Linked DNA regions of Zea mays: region 1 is linked to region 2. A link is a contact called in public Hi-C data. All regions are on one chromosome and are shown on one strand. Each heading gives the region's core, a stretch centred on a gene start, on an enhancer-like site or on the middle of the called end of the contact. The rest is flanking DNA. Distances are from core to core; before and after follow the strand shown. Region 1 holds the start of LOC103638632 (ARM repeat superfamily protein). Region 2 holds the start of LOC100275619.

Region 1 (5,514 bases), core at 2,477-4,976, 680 kb after region 2:
TGTTTTCATCTGGTGCAGAGCTCTCCCAAGCTTGCACCATTGCTACGAGGGCTGTGAAACCCTGTTCAACAACCTACATGGCAGATATATTAAATAGTGTGGTTGGGATTTCCTCAAGGAATAAAATACACCAGGAATAATGGGATATGATGAAAGGTGATCGTCCAAGCATGACTGGGGAAACATGCATTTCTGTATAAAAAAGTAAACAGTCAGTACTTCCAAATGTATTGTATGGTATTATTCTATTCAAATAGGTTTACAAGTTAGTTTAATATTTTTATGTCCAATTTTTAGTACCAATGTGTATAGGAATCAGCTAATCCATAAATTGTCAATGGATGGAAACGATATTGTTAACATGAAAGTAATAACTGATCATAAGATTAAAAGCAGGCATGGTGATTGTACTCCATGCACAAAGTACCAAAATATTGACCACACAGAAGAAATATGCACTACTACCTGAGGCCAAGGATCTGGGACAGGGGGCAGGAGCTCCATTATAGTACTCGCAATGTTGGATACAATTTCAGGAATATGAAACAACTTTTTCCTGTCCACCCTCAACTATTGTGCCCAGAAGCTTGAACAGAAGAGCAGACTCATTTTCATCTCCAGTACTTATTCTTTTCAGAACCACTTGCAGAAGAATGAGCCAGTCAGGTGGAACATAACTATTCTGAAAAAAAAACAGAGACAAAATATATCAGTTCATATTTCCAGGTGCAAGTAGACTACAATGCAAAATACTGCATTGACTCAGTCTTACCTCGATGAGTTCTGCAATAGCACCAGAAGCAGAGGCACAAACCGGATAACAAGTTATGTCCTCCACATACTCCATGGTCAACGCCTTCATTAAGGACTGATAAATACTAGAACTCATGTCCTACAGGTAAGCAAACAAGAAATAAAGTGAAATGTATAATGTAGAGGGATATACATATTACATTAAGCCTCTACTTTGATCCAGCATGTCCTATGAGATGATGGAATTTAAAAACAAGAAAAACATGTAACCTCTGGTAGGCATATCGCAAGCTGACCAATAACCCAATTAGCCATTGAAATCAAATATGGGCTGCAAGGATCCAAAGAATATAATGGGAGAATCCGGTTCCTGATCAATGTAATTGTTAAATCTTTCTTTTCAGTCAAAAACTGCAAGATGGATACTGAAATGAATCAGCATTTTCTTATAAAACCAATTCATAAAATAAGACACACTAGAAGGGTAAATTTTGAATATCTTACATCTTGGAGGCCTCCATATGCCATCAAAACACCAAAATAACTCAAATGAAATCATTTAGTACATCAAAATAATAGTATAGTAAATAAACATAGTGGTATGTCTAATCGTCTTTAAGCCTTTCTTACTTCTGACTGCTACTGATGATGCATCCTCACCATGATGGTTAGTGGCCACTGTTTGGAAGTACCACTAAAACAATGCACATTTTAGCAAAATCATAAGATTCCATCACAAACAAAGAACATCATTGCATATGAACCAGCACATGGACACCAATAAGCAGATGTTTTAGAAATAGAATTAAGGAGCAAACGCTACCACACAGTGATATGTCTAAATTGAGAACCTTGTTTGCCACCAGACTTTTGCTAGAGTTTTCAGACACTAAACAATCACAAGCTGCTGTCCAGCATTAACGCAGACCCAGGCACCCAGCCCCGGACATGGAAAGGTTGGAGAACTGGGCTCTAGGCAGGTAGCAACAGTTTTTGAATAGCAACATTGGTGTGTTGTGTTGTATAAAGATCTGACAATGGTATCTTTGTTAGATGTACATTTTTAACTTGTTTTGATTTGAAATAGCACCTTGGTGACATGTGATGGTATACCAGATTGAGTTGCCCAAAAATTTTCTGTGAGCAACTGCCTTTGGGGAGACCATCTTCTTGTTAGTTTGAGTTTTGCATGAGGGGTAGTAACACTTGAGTTTACATCCTTGGGTCTGTTCTTTCAAGTGTTATATTGAAACAACCATCAACTTAGTTTAAATGGCATCTATCTATTGTTGTTCTGCAAAGAACATGACTCCTTGTTGGGCCAGGCTTGGGCTTCACTCGACATGTTACATGTAGGAGGATGAGTTCACAAGAACCATAATATTTATGCCTTGCGAACTCAGAGCGATGGTAAATAAGGTCATAAGATCCTGTAGACCCTTACCAATCAAATATCAAAGCATAAAGGTCACAAATAAATTTTGAAGGACCCGTTATGGTTATGATATGCGGATAGAAGATGGATCTAGCATAATAGTTTTTCTATTCATAGCGATGGTGTGGCTTGCAAATGTGGCAGAAAGGCTTGGTATATAGTTATGGATGTGAAAAAAACCGAAGCTCATTGATATCGTCGACAACAAAAGGGTTCTGTTGCACATCCTTAATCCTAGGATATGGTCTGATCGATTAAGGGGAAAGCTACAGCCTTGTCACAATCCGGACAAACACCGATCTTAGTTACTTTATGAAATTCAAATTTTGGCTTAGCCAATGACTACATTTGGATGCAGTCCAGTTAGAACCACTCATTAAAAATTATTAGTCATAAGACCAAGATTAGAAAACAGGAACAATAAACTATGAACAGGCTCGACTACTGCATACTAACCTCAAATATTGCATCTCTGGAGTGTTCATATTCTCGGGATACCACGCTCCTTTGAATTATCCTCACTTTTAAGTAGCTCATCTTGACTGTTATGTCCGCACTTCCCTGCTTTTTGGCATCTCAAGAACTTCCACTTCATAGAGTACAAGCAAATGAATAAACTCTGTTGGGATTCCACAAAATAATCTAGGGAGTTTAAATTAACGTATCTTTGGGTTGGGCCAAATTATGTAAGATTATTATTGGGTAACATGTTAATAATCTTACACAAGTATTCTGGATCAGGAATCTTCACCTATTGATGATAGAGTAAAACTTGAATGGCAACTGTCCACATATCAGACGTCATGAGCAAAATTTTGAATAATGTTGATCCACTACTCTGCAAAAAAGGATGTCAAAATCAAGGCTAAAATATTACTCCATCCTAAACCGCAGCAGCAGTGACAATTTCCTCTGCGCTCGCTCGCTTCTTTATTATTAAACCAAGACACATCAGACATCTGATCTGGGCAAATCACTAAGTCAAAACAAAACAAAAAAAAACAGTATACGAGATCGCTGACAAGTATTTTAGATCCTTACACCATCAGCTGTGCAATGTCCTCGCGGAAGACACCCTTCCTCCTGGCAGTGACCGACGGGAACGGGGCGTAGGAGTAGGAGATGTGCCTGCACTGGCTGCTCGCGCTGATCCTGTTTGGCTGGCAGTGACCGACGGCGTCCTGAGCGCGGACGCACGACAGCGGGGCTCGGCGAAGGCAGTACCTGTAGACGAAGTCCCGTATCCTGGGGTGGTTGGGCGGGATGAGGCGGCGCTGGATGCGGAGCGCGAGGCGGTAGGTCCCACCAGCAGCGGCGGCGGCGGCCTGTCCCACCAGCAGCGGTGGCACCGGCGGAGTTGCTTGTAATGGAATAAGGGGGCGGGGGACGAGACTTGTCGAAGCGGGGAAGGGGGAATACTGAGTCGAGGCTGAAGCGTAGGGGCACCACCGCTGTTTAGGGTTTGGGAGCCGCCGTGTGACCATTGTGACGGATGGACGAACAAGGGAGGGAAGCGGGGTCCAAACTGAATCGGTCGAGGTGCAGTCTCCAGTCGAGGCCCATGGTAACAGGCGAGAAAGTGAAGACAAAAAATATAAAAAATGTTACACGCATCATGCTAAGCATGGTGAAGTGTCATCGTAAATGACAAACGTAGGCGTGGAGAGAGGTGGGTTCAGGTTTGATTTAAAAAACCTAATTAGAAGGAACTATTTAGATGATAGGATTATTTAGTATGAATCTAAGTCTTAAATATCATACGAAACAGTTTCATATTTAGAAATGTCTACTATACTTACTAACATCTAAGACAGTTCTTATTGTCTAGATGACTCTAATAATATCTTTATTTGAGATAGTTTCATATATATATATATATATAAGTGTCTAATATACTAACCAAAATCTAGGACAATTCTTCTAATCTTAATGACTCAAAAGATATATTTATTTGAGACGATTTTCAATAACGATCTGCCTTAAATAGATATAAGACATTTCTTACGATGTATTTGTCTCAAAACACTTCTTTATTAAAGACGGATCTCTAACAAACCGTCTTACCTTACTCATCACCATTTGATAAAAGACGCTTCTATAAAATGCACTGATATCCATCTTAAAATGTGCGTCTTAAATAAGCATATCTCTAGTAGTGCTCGCCTCCCCCATGGCCGAGCGCCCTCTCCAGCCGCCGATGCTCGCCAAGCCCATCTCTCATGGCGCCCAGCCCGGTTTCCAGCGCCCTCCTCCACCACCGCGCACCTCTGGCCGCTCCAGCTCATCGATCCGCAGTCGTCTTTGTTTCTCCGTCAACCATCCTCTTCCTCCGGACAACGCGCTTGTCCCCCGCGCAACGTCGTCTTCAACCTTTGGCTCTTCTTCCTCAAGCGTTGTTCCAGCAGCTCGCTCCTCGGATCCTCGTTGCCGGTCTTCAGTCCTCGTCAGTCGCTGACGTGCAGCACGCCTCGGTCTCGTGCTCGCCGTCGCTTGATCGTGAGCTGTTCGCCCTTGCAAGCTCACTACCGCGCGCCCTCCGGCTAGTGCCTTTCTGCGTATATTGTGCGTCGTCGACCCGCGTTGTGTCTCGACGTGCTTGTCAATTCCGATGATCGGTCTTTCAATTGCGCGCGGCTTGTAGTCAACCCGGTCGTTGCCACCACCTCAACCTCGTCAGCCTACCTCCCATCCCTATGTGCAGGTCGCGTTTGCGCTTATCGCCGGTGAGACTCTCGGTTCTTGTTCTCGCCTAGCGTCGATTGATTAGATACTAATTATTTGTGTGTTTGTGCGTGATTGGAGGAGAAAAAGGTCCTAGAAATTGGTTGGAGAAGAAGGTTGTAGCGCATGGCTCACCAAGTGTTCGATCAAAGACTTCAATTAAAGGCTATCGTCGTTCAGGCAAATATCAAATCAAATTGAGATGTGGTGAGCCGATTCGCTATTTTTACTATTGGTTTTATGATCGTGAAATAAGACGCTTCGTATGCGCATGAAATTTAAGTTAGAAATACCAGTGATGCGAGGTGTGCTTCGATGAAATTGAGATGTAGCATTATTTAGGTTTGTGATATTCCTGCTTATATCCATTCATATGCACCATGCATCTCATTAGGTACGCTAGCTGAGAATCGTACGAATCAAAGGACAAGGACCAAAGCTGAGTCGACCACAAGATGCTGTAAAGTGTGAGCCACTCGCGAGGTGATGCTGATGGACGAACCTGAAGATGGATAACTCAAGCAAGTGCTAGGCTGAGACATGGTCGACAAGCAAGTCTCGTCTAACAAACACTAACCTAGTGTTATTCCAGGCAAGCCACGGTG
Region 2 (5,303 bases), core at 1,546-4,045:
TTCTGCCTACTGCCCAGGCATTCATGGGTCAGTCACCAGAGATCTGAAAGAATGAGGCATTGACCACACACACCTCCTGACCTCCCTTACACAGCACCATGAAGCAGGCAAACCACTAAACCAACATATTATGGACGATTTGTTTTCAAACCACTGTAGCCATCAGCAAGAAACATATTTTTTCACTGATTGGGTGAAATCTCTTCACAGCATTTTGCTATCTCGAAAAGAAAAGCACATGTGAATAATTTCAGATGCACTAATTTTCAAATTCACCAGCAGAGTCCTTACGCACTGGGAAGTTGAAAAAAGGATGGTAAACTTAGATCACCTCCAACCAGAAGAAGAACCTTCGTAGTAGGCTCAGTCTCTTATCACGATCAGATGACTTTATTTGTACGGCTAGATCTGCATGATTAACTAAAGATGAGTCTAGATGGAGAAGTACTAAAAAGAAATCTATCAACTGGAGAAGTACTAAAATGAAATCTATCAATCTATTTCATTGGTGGAAACTTAATACAAAGTTCTGCATCACAACATTGAAAGCATGGCCTTCAATACTGCTATAGAATCATGACATGATGCATTACAAAATGCATGAGCCAAGGCATCACATATATAAAAATCTAGATCTCAGTTGCGAGCAGAAAGGCCACTCGTATCTCCATTACATGTATACCATAAAAACACTATGGTAAATAAAACTAGGACGAAGATAAAGCTACCTAAAAGTTCAAGGTCATATTCTCTGTGGTTGCTATATATCATGTTATTGTGGGACTTAGTTCATTTTCAAATGGATGAAAGGATTCATATGATGGAGGAAAGACTGAGGCCTCTAGAGTTTCCTTTTGTGGTAAGAGTTATATGATGAAAGCATATGTCACTTGGCTGATGCAGTTCACTGGAAAATGAACAATTGGTTACTAAATGCTTGTTAACCACCTGGTTAAATTACAGGAATCTGCCTTTTCCTTTTGTAAACTAAGACTACTTATTACAACTCATTCAAATAGCAGGAATTAGTGGCCGGAGATGGATAGAAAGGTGTTCAATTAACACGTTAGGACAAACAAGTTCCCCTACCAAGCTTTGTAACTATACCAGGGTAATAATCGAGATATGACAGCCCGATTGCCTCTGTAACATAGCGCTTTGATGCACTTCGCAAGTGTCTTTGTCTGCTCACAGGCTTCCGGTCAGTCGCTTTTCTCCACAACTCTTCGTATTCGTTTTGATCATATGGTTGACTTAAAACAGCATTGAGTTTTTCATCAAATGTAGATGAACCACCGTAGCTGATAGCAAGAGGTGTTGCTTGTTCATCTTCACATGCCTGGGCAAAAAGGCAGCTATATAACAGGCAGCAGCATTTGAAGAGGACCAGAAATTATGCAAAAGAATCTTACATTTAAATCAGATGGTTCAGCATAAAGTACAAGGCCATGCTCATCTGTGCAAATAATATCCTGACCAGCAATGTTCTCTGAAGAAGGTGCAGCCATTTCATGTTCAGAAGAAATTTTGTTAGCCGGTGCAAGGCCATAATCATATCTTTGCATGGTGTAGTCTCCCTCCGTGTTTTCAAGTGGAGACACCAAAGACAGTTCATTTGTGGAACTGCCAGTTCTCCATTCATCATAGCCAGCTGGCATATCTTCTTCTCGCTCATATACAATGGTGACACCTGGTTCTGGTTCAATAACCATGAAACCATCCTTGAACTTCACAAGGCTCAGAAATAACTCATAAGATTCATCTACTAGTGAGGTCGTGGTCTTCTTCTTCACATATGATCTCTTTGGTGAAAAGGAGCAACACATATTTCTGCTGGCAGCCTTGACAGCTTTTACATCAGGCTGTTTGCCATCTGGAATGCCCCAACTTGTGCGCCGTGAATGGTTGGGAAAATTTGGACTACTTCTGCTCTTAGTATTTCCATAGGACGTATAGTCCTCCTCATAACGTACAGAAAAAGGCAAGCCGTGGTCACCCTTTGGTACATCAAGGACATATGTATTCCGATCTTTGCTTAAATGTTCAAGAAAAAGTTTATAACATGGATCTATTTCAGAACCATGTCTACCAATTAGGCCGTCAAACAACTTAGCCTTCTTGCATGATGATCCGTGCACACTTTTCTTACTCTTCATCGCCAGATTCCTATATTCAAGATGGGTTTCTTATAAGGGCCAACAATGATTCCCCAGTGACTGAGGTGATCTAACAGATCACCCAATGTTTCTTACGTATATTGGTAGCCAACAGCAACAGACGATCCAATGTTACCAAATAATGTGATGAGAACGTAAACCTCAATGTATCATAACTGACACATGCTACCCTGAGCTGGGGGAGGTAAATTGGAGCGAATTTATTAAGCATAGAAATATTATGAAAAACGGAACCTAAGTTACCACTTCTTTCCGTTTCAGTTATTTTGTTTGTACGAAATGAATTTCTAGGACAGGGATTTCTGTAGGAAACAGAAGCATTCAGTGGTTAACCAACATTACGCTTGAGGCCGTCAACAGGTGGCATAGTAAAGTCACTAAAGAAACGCAAGATCAGAACTTGAATGAGAAAAGATAAAAATGCAAGTGATTCTGCCTGGGCGCTGGAAGAGCAGGGCACCTGCCTGCCTGCTGCCCTGGCGGGGGATCGAAACGGCGGCGTGGCGCGATGCGGCGGCCGATCTACACGGGCGTGTTGGCAAGCCGGCGACAATGTGGCCGCAGCCGTGGGCGAGGGGCGAGGAGGTGACGACTTGGGCCAAGGCCGGGAGGGGCGGCGTTGGCGTCGTCAGCCTGCAGCCTGAGCCCTGAGGCGAGACGGCAGCAGTGGGCCTGTGGGCAGTGGGCTTGTGGCGGATACGCCACCACGGTGACGAACTGCCGTGCGGCCGTGCGGGTAGGCACTACCTCTGTGTGATGTGTGCTGAAGTAAGCATCCATGACGGGCGTTCGCTACGAATTGACTAGTGTTTCTGCGGTAGCGATAGAAAAGATTCGCAGCCTCTAAAGGCTAAACCATGTGTGCTTTCGTTATGTCTGTCATTTAATACGTAGCGCATTTTTCACTATGTACTTACATCTGGATATAAATGTATCAGTTGATCTAGTTCTAGCTGTAAAGCCGTCCACGTTCAACAAATGTATCAGCTGATCTATTCGCTTACATCACATTGAAGTCCATGATTTTTTTTTTTTTTTGCAAAATGAAGTCCACATTCAACAAAATGCAGTTCAATATAAAAACATGAACAATAGTGTAACGTATTTTAGTTTAAAGCAGTTTAAAGCATGAAAATGCGGTTTAAAGCAGCTTCCACTCCTGCATTTGGAGCTTGTGCTTTTGTGTCTTCCTTTGTGTTGTATTTTTAGAGAAATAAGTGACATGCTTCTAACATATTTAAATATATTAAATATTCTAATTCCGAATAAAACAAACATATAATTCAGATAAATGTCATATGTAAATATAACAGCAATGAACAGTAGCAATTCTAGGGCATGAAAACATGTAAAATAGCTACTCAGGTCCATTTCAACAATAAACATGGCTAGTAGATGAAGAAGGCAGATTATGTACATAAACATTATTGTTTATCTTCTGATATTGCTCTCAAAATAGCGGGTTGCTGTAATAAACATCCCTCCAACGCTAAATAGTGATCAGAGATCCTCGACTAACGTGACAATCATACCTTACCAAATCAGGGTTTTAGATCAAATGTAATAAGCCTAGAAATCAAGCATGAATACAAATAGTAAGAAGTTGTGTACTAAATAAAATAACATAATTTAACACAGGTAAACAACCTCAACAAATAGAGATATAATTAGGCACAAATATATACTAGATGCTGAAATTAACAACACACTAAAATTCAGATTGTCACGTTGTCTCACTACACCGCTATCATCATTGAGCATATAAATCCACCCACAATAGTGCAATCACACCAAGTATATAATACTAGCAGATTGCACAAAATTAAACAGTAAATAAAGTGAGGCAACAAGCAACTCACAACACGTAGATTATCTACGTGGGAAGACCAGCTCAGCGAACACGAAGTTCTGTCCCAGAAAACCAATACCGCTGCTCACGTCCGAGCCTGCACAGCGGGAGGTTGACGGAGATACTAGAGCCGCTGCTGAGGCCGTGAGAGACGTCCACGTCACCAACCAAGAAGAGGAACACCGCTGAAAGGGAAATGTGCCCTTGGGCCATTTCTAAGTATTTTGGTGATTGAGTGTCAACACAAGTGCTTAAATGTGAATCAATGCCCATGGATGAACAAAGTGCAAATCTAGAGCAAAGGTATGTTTCTAAGTCTTAGTACATTGGTTTTGTGTACTAATAAACTTGTCTAAGTATCAGAAACGGGAAGAAGAAGAAAAGAGGAGAGTTGGCTGTGTACAGCCAAAAGGCTGTTTCGGTCTAGGGCACCGGACTGTCCGGTGGTGCACCGGACAGTGTCCGGTGCGCCAGGCTGTCTCGGGCGAACTGGCCGCTCTCGGGAATTGACTGGCGACGTACGGCTAAAATTCACCGGACTGTCCGGTGTACACCGGACTGTCCGGTGAGCCAACGGTCGGCCGGGCCAACGGTCGGCCGCGCGATCTGCGCGGGACACGTGGCCGAGCCAACGGTCGGAAGGGGGCACCGGACTGTCCGGTGTGCACCGAACATGTCCGGTGCGCCAACGGCTCCCAGATCTGCAACGGTCGACTGCGCTGTTTAAGGAAGGAAATCGGGCACCGGACAGTGTCCGGTGTGCACCGGACTGTCCGGTGCGCCCGACGACAGAAGGCAAGGATGGCCTTTCTGGATTTGTTCTCAACGGCTCCTAGCTGCCTTGGGGCTATAAAAGGGACCCCTAGGCGCATGGAGGAGAACACCAAGCATTCCTACAACATTCCTAAGCACCAAGACATCGATTCCACGCATTTGGTTCATTGTGACAGCATCTAGAGCTCTTGTTGAGTTGTGAACTCATTGAGTTGTGTTGCGAGCTCTTGTTGCGACTTGTGTGCGTGCTGTTGCTCTGATTTTGAGTCTTGTGTGCGTTGCTAGTTTCTCCCTTACTCCGTATTTCTTTGTGAATCTTAAGTGTAAGGGCGAGAGGCTCCAAGTTGTGGAGATTCCTCGCAAACGGGATATTGAAAGGCAAAGCAAAACACCGTGGTATTCAAGCTGGTCTTTGGACCACTTGAGAGGGGTTGATTGCAACCCTCGTCCGTTGGGACGCCACAACGTGGAGTAGGCAAGCATTGGTCTTGGCCGAACCACGG

Evidence for each region. A called contact is a pair of places that touch in the nucleus more often than the background predicts.
Region 1: a contact with region 2 is called in a Hi-C map of ear, with 2.0 times the contacts expected there. The contact joins the promoter of LOC103638632 here to the promoter of LOC100275619 in region 2. A contact is called at or near these places in 2 of 25 Hi-C or Micro-C datasets (ear and tassel).

What each region holds. Positions count from the first base shown.
Region 1 is chr9:87,620,401-87,625,914 of Zm-B73-REFERENCE-NAM-5.0, forward strand. It overlaps LOC103638632 (ARM repeat superfamily protein), which reads right to left and starts at 3,727. Exons shown (of 8, transcript XR_002265239.2): 1 at 3,230-3,727; 2 at 1,258-3,147; 3 at 1,024-1,164; 4 at 773-892; 5 at 466-682; 6 at 1-73.
Region 2 is chr9:86,938,431-86,943,733 of Zm-B73-REFERENCE-NAM-5.0, forward strand. It overlaps LOC100275619, which reads right to left and starts at 2,796. Exons shown (of 5, transcript NM_001374076.1): 1 at 2,642-2,796; 2 at 1,413-2,166; 3 at 1,108-1,339; 4 at 332-408. The coding sequence starts at 2,156.